Regions from separate parts of the Danio rerio genome. Here all the other regions are linked to region 1. A link is a contact called in public HiCAR-type data. All regions are on one chromosome and are shown on one strand. The core of a region is the stretch at or near the end of the contact, and the rest is flanking DNA. Distances in the headings are between cores, read along the strand shown. Region 1 overlaps nfixa (nuclear factor I/Xa). Region 2 overlaps nfixa (nuclear factor I/Xa). Region 3 has its middle 19 kb from the start of nfixa.

Region 1 (4,031 bases), core at 735-3,234:
ACGTTCTACCTTACCGGTGTCACAGTTTACAATTAGACATTTACCTAACAGGACATTTAATAGTATAAATAATTGGACATTTAGCTTTTTAACACCAAATTATAGAATCTAAATAACCTTAAGAATGATAGGTATTTTAAAGTGTTTATGGCTGTTTGCATTATTATATAATCATTATATAATCAGTGGCATTAAATGATCTCAAAATGACAATAATTTCACTTATCGCAACAATTTCTGTGACAAAGTAGAACACGGAAGCAGCTTGAAGCGAAAAGTGCGAGTATGTCTGCAGTCTGGAGGTATTATATACAGCATTGCCATAGCAAACTGTGAGATTAGTAAACTTGGGATTGCCTGCCGGGTATTTTAAGTTGAGGTGCTTTGTTTTTATATTAGATTAGTTTGTAGAGATGTTGAATGTTAAAATAAGGTGAACTAAATAAAAAATAAGGAACATTCTGGATCTGTTTTTTCGCTCTTCTTTAGCTATTTTTTTATGTATTATAGAAGAATCGGATCGTGTTTCGGTATTAGTAGATACTCAAAATAAAATGACTCGGAGGCAAAAAAAAACCTGATCAGGACATCACTACCAAAATACCTATACTACCTATAAACAATACACAGAATGTCGGATACAACATAATAAAATTACAACAGGAAAGAATCAGAAAAATAGATTAAATAAAATAAATACATTATAGAGAAGTGTGCAGGCTCAATAACTTAGAGCTCACCAAACCAAACCAACCTCAAACTTGTATAAAAATGCATAAATCAGTATAATGTTGTTATCGTAGAATTAATAATGCATTGATATTGGAAAAAAATGACACTTTTGTTGAATTGATGGACATTAAAATTAGTATATAGATAGGACAAATATGTTATTGCTGTATTATTTAATAATATTATTATTATTTGTTAAAAAATATTTAATACAATTTTATACAAAAATAATAATACTTAATAAAAAAATATATGTTCATTAACTTATTTTCAGTTAATATATTATTCTAGTTGTATTTTTTTAGGTTTAAACCTCAATTTGTATGACAATGTTTCAAATTAAAATTGGGGTTAAAAATGCATTAATATGTTTTTGATTTTATAAGAAATGTATTTATTTACTCATTATAAACATTAAAAATGTCCTTAATTTTGATTTGAACTTTTAAAAACTTGATATTAACAAGGTATTATTCAAGATAGTTTTCAGTGACCGTTAAAAGCTTAACTAGGTTAATTAGGCAAGTTAGGGTAATGATATTGACCCCAAAATGGTCTTTAAAAAAATAAAAACTACTGTATATTCTAGCCAAAATAAAACAAACAAGACTTTCTCAAGAATAAAAACATATTATAGGAAATACTGTGAGAAATCCCTCACTCTGTTAAACATCATTTGGGAAATATTTGAAAAAGAAAAAAAATCACTAATAATTTGTCTTCATCTGTATACAAAAATGTATTTATTATTTATTTATTTAAAATCAATAAAAAGCCCTTCTATTTGTACTCTCCAACAGGAGACCGTTTAGGGCTGTGCTAATATCGCGTGTGTGTCCAGCAGGGGTCTCCTCAGCGCAGTGATGAACTCAGGCATGTCAACAGCGCAGCGAAAAAGCCCCAGAGCTTTCCAGACAGCAGGTGATGTGATTTGGGCCATTTCAGGCCAGTCACAGGTGTGCAATTTCACATCAACAAACATCACCCTTCAGTGTCAATACAAATAAACACAAGTTTGTTGACACTTGCGGTCTGATCGCTGCGCTTGTCTTTCCACCACAGCGTACGAGCACAAAAGCCAATAAATGATCTCATAAACACACTCTTAAGCAATGCAAACAATGAAAAAACACTGATAACGCTCTTCAGATGTACTATCTAACACTAAATCTGGCAAGATACAGCAGGATGTGCATCCATGTGTGTGTGTGTGTGTGTTGTGTGTGTGTGTGTGTCCTCAGAAAACCCGGTGACCCAGACAGGATGTGACTGTTAAATAGACTGCACAATAGTTCAGTGTGTGAAGGGCTGCACAGGATACCAGGTATCACACACACACACACACACACACACACACACACACACACACACACACACACACACACACACACACACACACACACACACACACACACACACACACACACACACACACACACACACACACACATTATTATGTTGAACTTTGAACAATTTACATAATAAACTTTTACATTTGCACATGAAATGCATAGTTTTGCATAGGTTTAGTGAAGCTTTCGGGGTTGTTACGAGTATTTCAAAGTGTTTGGATCTGAACAAACACCAAGTTCTAAGTGTACATATTAAAGAATTCCATACTCTTCGGTTGTTGCTAGAAGGGATACTGCTGTAGCCAAAAGGTAACAAGAATTATTTATATTATTTATTAAATTACCCATTAAATTGTGTTTATTAATGTCTGCCCCAACCCTCAAAGTAATATCAAAATATGAATTATTGTTGCAATACAGTGTCACTAAAATGATGCTTTATTATTTACGTGACTATCTGCAGCTGTATCCCTTTACTGACTTTACTATACACTTCACAAGTCTGTAAAATAATGCTGGATTCCACACAATTCCTTCATCCTGTCCCAAAACAAATCGAGTAAGTTAGCTTAATTGTTTTGACCATTTTAAGTGGATAAAACTTAAAACAATCAAGTTGTCTCAAAAATCAAACAAAAAAAAATTAGGAATTGTGTTTTAGCTTATTTTAAATACGTAGTCTGAAAAAGCAGCAGAAGTCTATTTTTGTTTGTTTTGGTACAGTTTTAGGTTTAACAAGACTGCGTTAATGTGATTAATAATGTAGTAAAAACAAAAAAAATATGAAAAATTATCACAATTTATGTTTCTAATTTAAATATATGTAAAAAAAAATAAATAAATAAATAAAAAAGTAATTTATTCCTGCGATGCAAAGAAAGTTGCCCCCAAAAACCCTCAAGTAGTTCAAACAAGGAGTAAAAGTTTTTTTAGTAAGAGTTTTAGGCTTAACACCACTGAATTTATGTATTTAATAATAAAGTAAATAAAATTATTGCTTACAAATCCAGCCAAAAGAGGAATATTTAGAATATTATGAAATGGTCCCATGTTTTTATGAGACTATTTTAAAATTTTATACATTTAAAATTTTATACATTTTTGAACTGTACATACCCCCACTGTACATGAACATTTGTAATTATGTACACACCCACTGTACATACATTTGTTATTATGTTTATCTATCTGCACACTTCTGGTCATGAATAGCAACCTCTACATAGAATAATTTATTAAATCTCTGTTCATAATGTAGATAGTACACCCATCTGTAAATATCACCATAGTTTTTCTATAACTGCACTTTATAACTTATATCTTTACCCTGCACTTGCTGCTATTGCACTGCTGGTTAGACCTAAACTGCATTCGTTGTTTTGTACTTGTACATATGTATAGACAATCAAGTTGAATCCCATCTGCTGGGATCCACATAATCGATTTGTGTTAAGGCAACCTGAAAATATTGTTAACTCATTAGTTTTTACAAATTTAAGTGGATTAAACATAAAACTATCATGTCAAACAAGACCCCCCCCCCCCCAAAAAAAAAATAAATAAAAAAAAATTAAAAAATTAAAAAATCCAAGAATTTTAAATAATGAATAAGTTTAAACAAGCAGCAAAAGTCTTTTTTTTTTTTTAGTTCTGGTCAGATTTTTAGGCTTAACAAGGCTGCATTTATATGATTAATTATATAGTAAAAACAGAATAATGTAATATTAAATAAAAATATTATTACAATTCATAATTCTGTTTCTGATTTGAATATGTCTTAAATGTGCAATTTATTTTTGTGATGCAAAGCTGATTTTTCCAGCATCATTTAAGGTACAGCCCTGCAAAAATCTGAAGGCGAACATTTTTATTTAATGTTTTTAAAGGAATTACTTTCTGCCAACCAAATTTAGAGCTTGCAAATCCAGCCAAAAGGGTAATATTTTG
Region 2 (4,360 bases), core at 1,618-4,117, 140 kb after region 1:
TTACTTTACAGCATAAAGCAGTGTGGTGTGGCCTTGTTAAATTATAGCAATGCAGGGACGCCCAAACACAGTCCTGCAGGGCCGGTGTCCTGCATATTTTTGTTCCAACCTCAATCAAACACACCTAGTCAAGCTCTTTCTTACAGTTGAAGTCAGAATTATTATCCCCCTGAATTATTAGCCCTTGTTTATTTTTTTTCCATTTAATTTCTGTTTAACAGAGATATTTGTTCAGCACATTTCTAAACATAATAGTTTTAATAGCTCATCTCTAATAACTGATTTATTTTATCTTTGCCATGATGACAGTAAATTATATGACTAAATATTCTTCAAGACACTTCTGTACAGCTTAAAGTGACATTTAAAGGCTTAACTAGGTTAATTAGGTTAATTAGGCAGGTTAAGGTAATTAGGCAAGTCATTGTATAATGATGGTTTGTAGACTATCGAGAAAAAAATAGCTTAAAGGGGCTAATAATTTTGACCTTAAAATGTTTTTAAAAAAATTAAAAACTGCTTTTATTCTAGCCGAAATAAAACAAATAAGACTTTAAGAAAAAATATTATCAGACATACTGTGACAATTTCCTTGCTCTGTTAAACATCATTTAGGAGATATTTAAAAAAAGAATAAAAAATTTCAAGGGGGGCTAATAATTCTGACTGTATACAAAAACATCCCGGACGGTGTGTTGAAGGAAGTTGGAGCTAAACTATACAGGACACCGGCCCTCCAGGACTGAGTTCGGACACCCCTGACTTAATGCAATAGTAACATAAACAATCCCATTTGTAACACAGTGGAGTTCAATCCTGAAGACACTAAACATCGAAAAATCCCCATCTTTCTTCATCAACCTCATTCATCAACCATTGTCAGGTGACAGTACAGTACATTTAAACTAAATCTGATTCATTTACTCTATTTATATGAAACATTTAATTTCAGTAACAATAAAACATCAAAACATCTCCAGCAGATGGGATGGCAAACAAATTAAAGTTTACCAAAGACCAACTTTGGCCCTCGGGTCCTAGTTTGGGCATCATTGAGCTATACAGTCTTCCGACAGACCAAAGGACTGGGCACTTTGGCCTAAAATCAAAACCTCGATTAATTGAACATTTTATTTGATTACAATTAGTAAACGATTTATTTATTTATTTATATATTGTCTTTCTTTTTTTTCATTCTTTTAAAACCTCTTTTAACACATTTTAATCTGTTTTTTTCTGTTTTTTATTAATTGGTTTTTATGTTCGTATACTTGTCTTTTTTTTCTTTTTTTTTTCTTTGTTTATGTAAAGCACTTTGAATTGACACTGTGTATGAAATGTGCTATATTAATAAACTTGCCTTGCCTTATTTTATCTTATATGCCCTCATAATTCACTGACAAGTTTTGTACAGAAATATGTCACACATATTACAGGTGGGAGATTTCTGAATGAAGGGTGCATTGCTTGATTTTGAAATATTTGAAGGAAGCACACTCACTATCTGCGGTCTATGATTATTTATTAAACATTAATGTTAAACAACTGAAATCAAAACACACATTGCCTAAAATGAACAGTCACCTTTTTCTCATTAAAACGTAATAAATAACTTGCACTTTTGGACACAAAATCAATTACTTTCAGTGTTTTTCATATAAAAATATAAAATAAGCAGTATGTCTTCTGAATAAAACAACTCTTGTATATTCTGTAAATAATATTTTAAACTCTGCATTTCTTGCATCTTCTGTAAACAAATATTTTAATGTAAATAATTTTGGTGCAATGGAAAATATGCCGTCTTGAGGCATCTTCCAATCACGATCAATGTCGTGCAAAGTAAGGCTCAAGAATAGGTCCAGCACCCTACTTGGCAGGAGATCAGATGTGGCTGCAGAAATATAAATCCGCCTCAGCCTTGACTCCACATGCAATAGGGAAAGTAATCGTCCTGGAAAAATTAGATCGATTATAGGTTCTGAAAGTCGAAGTACTTTTCGATAAATCACCAGCCCTATATGCCATATATATTGTTTTTTGTTGTCATAAAAAGGGCGAAATTATTAGCCCTCCTGTGCAATATTTATTCTTACTGAAGGTGATATTTAATTTAAATTATGAAAGTGTTTCCTATTTCTTTCTTCAAGAGAAAATATTATCGGCTAGGTTGGCTAAAATAAACAGTTTTTTCTTTTTAAAAACATTTTAAGGTCAATATTAAGCAATATTTTTTTTATTGGCTACAGAGCTTACCATTGTAATACATTGACTTGCCTTAGTACACTAGCTTTAACCTAGTTAAGCCTTTAAATGTCACTTTAAGCTGTACAATAGTATCTTGAAAAAGATCTCGTCAAATATTATGTGCTGTCATCATGGCAAACATAAAACAAATCAGTTATTAGGAACATAATGTTTAGAAATGTCTTGGAAAAATCTTTCCATTAAACAAAAAAGGGGAAATGAATATAAAATCATTGACATTTTACAGGAGGGTTTATAATTCTGGCTTCAAACTGCACTGGCCATTAGAATAAAACGCTTTAACTACTATATTATCTTATTAATGCATTGCAAAAACACAAACCTAGAATAAAACACATTTTAAAATTCCAAGCAATTATGCAAAGCGCGATCAATGGCAGCAGGAAAGACTGCATTCTTGTCGTCAGCGGCCTGCATTTACAGTAACACGCAATACTAATGCTGCAGGCTTTACTTCAGCGAGTTAATGTAAGGTAAGGAACCCGTTTCTCCCTCCTCTTTCTTTTTCTATGACTCATCTATAGGCCCCGATCCTGCATTACACTATTGCAGGGTGGTCTCCTAAATCCACATCTGTTTTGTGGCAAACCACAGCGCCCAGGCTGCCTAGCGGCACGCTCAACTATGCTTATCTTGCACCTTCTCCAGCCGTGAAACTCTGCTGTGCCTCTGCTGTCAAACTTTAAGAGGCAGATTAGCCTGCTCTTTTATTAGGACGCCATTCTCATGGGCCGCTTAAGCCAACACCACAAAGGGGACTTACAAATTACGGCCCATTTTAATCCAGGACTACAGGCTTAATCCAGCACAAAGCTTAATCAACATCTGTGAAAGCAGACCTTGGAATTTAGAGCTGGGGATTGTTTTAGAAATGACAACCACAGGTCAAGAAGGCGGATTTGACCATGGTCATAATTAACAGTTTATAGATTAAGAAAAAAAATACTGATTGAGATGAAATGAGCACTACAACCTATTTCTTGTCGTATACTCGTAAAAATAAAGGTTCTTTGCTGGCATCTGTGGTTCCTTCACTGTAAAAAAAAATGATTAGTAGAAATTACTTAAAATAATTGAGTAAACCTACTGCTTTTAAACCGATTAGTTCATTCATTGATTTTCTTTTTGGCTTAGTCCTTTTATTAATCAGGGGTCGCCACAACGGAATGAACCGCCAACTTATCCAGCATATGTTTTACGCAGCAGATGCAACCCACCATTGGGAAACATCCATACACCCTCACTCACACACATACAGACAATTTAGCTTATTCAATTCAACTATACCACATATCTTTGAACTTACGGGGGAGACAGGAGCATCCGGAGGAAACCCACGCCAACATGGGGAGAACATGCACACTCCACACAGAAACGCCACCTGACCCAGCCGGGGCTCAATCCAGTGACCTTCTTGCTGTGAGGCGATTGTGCTACCCACTATGCTGGCCACTGATTAGTTGACTTTACCTAACATATGCAAGTAATCCTGTTGCCTTTAAGCAGAGATGCCCAAACTAGGGCCCGCTGGCCAAAGCTGACCCACGGTAAGCTTTGATTTGGCCCTCCATCCCATCTGAGACGGATGATGGAGAAGGATGTAGAATTTGAGGGGAATGCCTTTAACAGAGATTGTCATTTTAATTTAACATAACTTCTGTTTTTTTAACTCTACTCTAACCAAAAATGGTTATTCTGTGGCTTTAATGCCAAAAAAGAAATAAAGAATCACTATAAAATAAAATAAAAACTTAAAAAGATGAACCATTTGTTTTGAGGAATGGGAATTAAATTTCAAGGAATGGGAATTGGAAAGTTCATGAAACCGTCGATGCCAATAAAGAACCTTTATGAGTTGCACGTTAATTGGAATAATGAATATGCAAAGCAGCCGACACAACAAGAAAATCAACAAAAACACTGACATTCCTGGTAAAGAGCAAGGTCAGAGAAAGGGCACAGAGGTTGGCATTACCACACAGAAGGGCACAAATCCAAAACCACAGTCTTCGTGTTTCACACACACACAGATCTCCCAGCCATTACTCTACAACATAGCATGAAAAGCAGTCCTGCTTTCAGCGCACGCATA
Region 3 (4,221 bases), core at 1,199-3,698, 180 kb after region 1:
AAGAGTTAATTCTTTGGCATTAGTGGGAATCATTTGGCAATAAAATTTCACTGAGACAATGAATATTTATGATGACTTGCCGAAACCACACACACACACACACACACACACACACGCAGAGAGACAGACTCTCCAACACTTGGTCACAGCACATGGAGAGCCAGCTGTTGCGGGATGACCTGGGCATCTGCCCTCTCAGACAGCGAGAGATTACCAAAATCACTACAACTGTGACACAAACGAGTGCTGTTTTATTAGCGTCCCTCAACCAGCCAATCAATTACTCCTCCTCATCAATGTCTTACTTTCTATTCTCATTCACTTGTGTTCTAAACAGTGCTGTAGGGTTTAGTTTATCTATAGGTTTTCTTTATATTTTACTTAATTCATTAGTATACTGAGACACACACACACACACACTGTGCACCCAGCTCTCTCTCAGTCTCATGAGTGCCAGTGCCCAGGCTGTGATGCCAACAGTGCAAAACTCATGCCCAGACCTTCTGCTGCCCCAGATAGCACACAGAGTGTGTGTGTGCAGATGCAGAGGACAGTGGGGATTAGTGAATAGATCTCTACATGTGGCCCGCTTCACACACACTCTCTCTCTCTCTCTCACACTCACACACACACAGCTATATTTATGGGGACTTGCCATAGAAGTAATGCTTTTTATACCGTACAAACGTATTTTCTATCCTCCTACCCCTCACAAGAAACAAGATACATTCATTTTCCTTCAGCATAGTCCCATATTTATCAGGGGTCGCCACAGCGGAATGAACCACCAACTATTTTGGCATATGTTTTATGCAGCGGATGCTCTTCCAGTCCGAACTGGGAAACCAACAATGTTACAATCCGCAATTATTAATAACAAATTGCTACCATCTATTTTACTTGAGTTTTGTGAAGCTCAACATTTAAAAATGGCTCAAAAGAAGATATTCTGAAGAATGTCGGGGAAAAAGCTACAGTATAGTCTCGCGTAGCCAGACCTCAGACTAGCGGCTGAAGGTCTGGGAACTTTGACCACTTTGAATAGTCAAGGACCGCCCACTATGCTATTTGACCGACAGGTTAGCCAACCAATCACCTTTCATTTTGTGCCACTTCATGTTTAGGGGTGTGTAATCGTCCTCAAAATAAAAACAACAACCATGCATCATTCATTCACGAACACCTTTAAAAGTTTACAATACTCTGTCAGCAGAACATAAAAGGAAATTAGTAGGACATATAGTAAACATCGTTGTTGGTTCTTTTTGTTTTTTTATCCAGTCAGACTTGTTTCCAGGCGGAGTGTATAATGTGGAAAATATTGCTGAGAACCCGACCTCCTGAAATCCTGTATAATTAAATATTCATGGCGACTGAGTATAACAGAATTTATTTATTTATTTTATTTAATTTACTAATTTTCTGTTTATTTTTGTAATTCAATTCAAATTCATAATTATTAGTATATAAATTTATATTCTATTTAGATTATTTACTAATTCATTAATATTATGATTATTTTTCCTAATTCTTTCATCTATTTATTTATTTATTTATTTATTTAATATGATTATTTATAAATTATTAAAAATTTTCTCTGTTTGGCATTGTTAAAATGGCCATTGTCTGTTTTAATGATGGATGGATGGATGGATGGATGGATCGACAGAAACAGACAGATAGATAGAACAAGAAATAGAACAAAAGATAGATAGATAGATAGATAGATAGATAGATAGATAGATAGATAGATAGATAGATAGATAGATAGATAGATAGATAGATAGATAGATAGATAGATAGATAGATAGATAGATAGATAGATAGATAGATAGATAGATGGATGGATGGATGGATAGATGGAGGGATGGATGGAGGGATGGATAGAATAAAGTAACCCCATCTATGGTCTTAAAGTATTAATGTAAACAAACAGATTCGCCAAACCAGCCTCTGCACTGCTTCCCAATCCACCTGCAGCAGGACGCGTTTCAGCTGCGGGCCAGATTGCATTTTATCGACACACAACACAATGTATGGGTTAAAAGGATTTGAGACTTTGGCTCATTGTGGCTACAAAGGTATTGTGTTAGTTCAGCACTGGTAAGTGAATTAAAGGGCATTAGAGCGTACGGCGCTATCAGCTTCACATTAGCGGCTAACTGAGGGAGCCGCATCTCACAGGACGAAAAAACTCTCCTCTGACGCCAAGAGTTAGTGAAAAAAAGTGTGAGAGGCAAGAAAAGTGTGAGAGCAAGACTATTAGTTGACGCTGTGATTATCAAGGCAGTTAAAAGTATGGCACTGCTTCTGTGTATGTGTGTATGTGTGTGTGTGTGTGTGTGTGTGTGTGTAAAGTGCCTGGCGCGAGGTGCTAATTTAGAGGAATTAAAGAGCACTAGACAGGGCGCTTTTGTGGCAGCAGTTCCTGGTCTAATCTGCCTCGACGGACACACACACACACACAAACTCAGAGAGCTGAGATCGGGCACCAGGCCCATATTACTTCAGGCTATATGGAAAGCTACAACCACAGGCAACCAGAAAGAGAGAGACAGAGACACACACACACACACACACACACACACACACACACACACACATATATATAAAGTTTAATCCTACCAACAAACCATCACACTTCATTTATTTCCTGTGCTTCGCTACAGTCGTGTCGAAGTTACATTCCTGTTAGCATGCTGTGGTTTTGTCTTACGGTTCAAATTGCTCCCCCAGCTATCATCCCACCACAACAAATGCACTTCCTTCGGCATAGTTTTGGTAAGAAAGTGTCTGCCAAGAACATAAATGTAAATTCACACCAAATTTAGCCAACACAGTGGTAATGGAGTTGCTTTCACATAGGCGATCAAACGGCTATAGCTAGAAGGGATACAGCTGCGGCCGGAAGTTAACAATAATTATTTATATTTTTTATGAAATTACTCATTGTATTTGGTCTACCCATAACAAAACCCTAAACCTAGCCATCAAAATAATGCAAAACAGTAATTATTATTCATATTATTGATTTAATTACCCATTAAATGTTATTTGATTAACGTCTACCCCCACCCAACACTAAACCTAATCTTCACAGTAATGTTAAAGCATTAATTATAATGAGTACTATTTATATTATTATATCATTAAATTATGCATTAATTGTATTTTTTAATGTCTTCCCCTACTCCAACCCTAAACATCAAAGTAATGTAAAAACAGTAATAATACTCAATATTATTCATTATTTAAACTGTGCATGAATTGTATTTTATTATGGTTTATCAAACACTACTGCTAATGTAAAACAGTATTTATACAGAGTATTATTCATGTTATTAAATTATAAGTTAAATTGTATTTGATTTATGTCTGCCCCTACCCAACCATCACAGTAATATAAAAGTAGTCATTATAACAAGAATTATTTATATTAATTAATAAATTATGCATGAATTGTATTTTATTAACACCTTCCACTACTCCAAACCTTATCCCAAACATCAAAGTAATGTAAAACAATAATTATACAGACTATTATTCATATTATTTATTAAATTACCCATCCGATTTTATTAATGTCCACCCCTATCCAACCCTAAACCCAAACATCACAGTAATGTAAAATATTAATAAGAATTATTTGGATTATTTATTATTCATAATATCTATTAAATCTTATTAACATCTATCCTACCCAAACCTCACAGTAATGTAAAATCAGTAATCATAACAAGCATTATTTATATTATTTATTAAATTACCCATTAAATTGTATTTTATTAATGTTTTTCCCTACTCTAACCCTAAACCCAAACATCAAAGTAATGTAAAAACAGTAATTATACTTAGTATTATTCATATTATTGATTTAATTACCCATTAAATGTTATTTGATTAACGTCTACCCCCACCCAACACTAAACCTAATATTCACAGTAATGTTAAAGCATTAATTATAATGAGAACTATTTATATTATTATATCATTAAATTATGCATTAATTGTATTTTTTAATGTCTTCCCCTACTCCAACCCTAAACATCAAAGTAATGTAAAAACAGTAATAATACTCAATATTATTCATTATTTAAACTGTGCATGAATTGTATTTTATTATGGTTTATCAAACACTACTGCTAATGTAAAACAGTATTTATACAGAGTATTATTCATGTTATTAAATTATAAGTTAAATTGTATTTGATTTATGTCTGC

What was found. HiCAR-type assays count read pairs that join an accessible place to other places.
Region 2: a HiCAR-type map of caudal fin shows a contact between it and region 1, with 8 times the contacts expected there. The contact joins two enhancer-like sites. A contact is called at or near these places in 1 of 18 Hi-C or Micro-C datasets (caudal fin) and 1 of 4 datasets of contacts at active chromatin or transcription factors (caudal fin).
Region 3: a contact with region 1 is called in a HiCAR-type map of caudal fin, with 10 times the contacts expected there. The contact joins two enhancer-like sites. A contact is called at or near these places in 4 of 18 Hi-C or Micro-C datasets (caudal fin, embryo, hematopoietic stem cells and 1 more) and 1 of 4 datasets of contacts at active chromatin or transcription factors (caudal fin).

Annotation. Positions count from the first base shown.
Region 1 is chr1:55,357,089-55,361,119 of GRCz12tu, reverse strand. The region is part of intron 3 of nfixa (nuclear factor I/Xa); the gene reads right to left. Among named protein-coding and RNA genes, the nearest start is that of rad23aa, 93 kb to the left of the region's middle. Within about 2 kb of position 1,984, at least 21 of the 62 cell types and tissues checked have an H3K27ac peak or open chromatin away from gene starts, as enhancers often do. A contact at or near this core is called in caudal fin, where this site is marked.
Region 2 is chr1:55,222,013-55,226,372 of GRCz12tu, reverse strand. The region is part of intron 2 of nfixa (nuclear factor I/Xa); the gene reads right to left. Among named protein-coding and RNA genes, the nearest start is that of nfixa, 25 kb to the right of the region's middle. Within about 2 kb of position 2,867, at least 14 of the 62 cell types and tissues checked have an H3K27ac peak or open chromatin away from gene starts, as enhancers often do. A contact at or near this core is called in caudal fin, where this site is marked.
Region 3 is chr1:55,178,023-55,182,243 of GRCz12tu, reverse strand. It overlaps a transcript of nfixa not described here. Among named protein-coding and RNA genes, the nearest start is that of nfixa, 19 kb to the left of the region's middle. Within about 2 kb of position 2,448, at least 9 of the 62 cell types and tissues checked have an H3K27ac peak or open chromatin away from gene starts, as enhancers often do. A contact at or near this core is called in caudal fin, where this site is marked.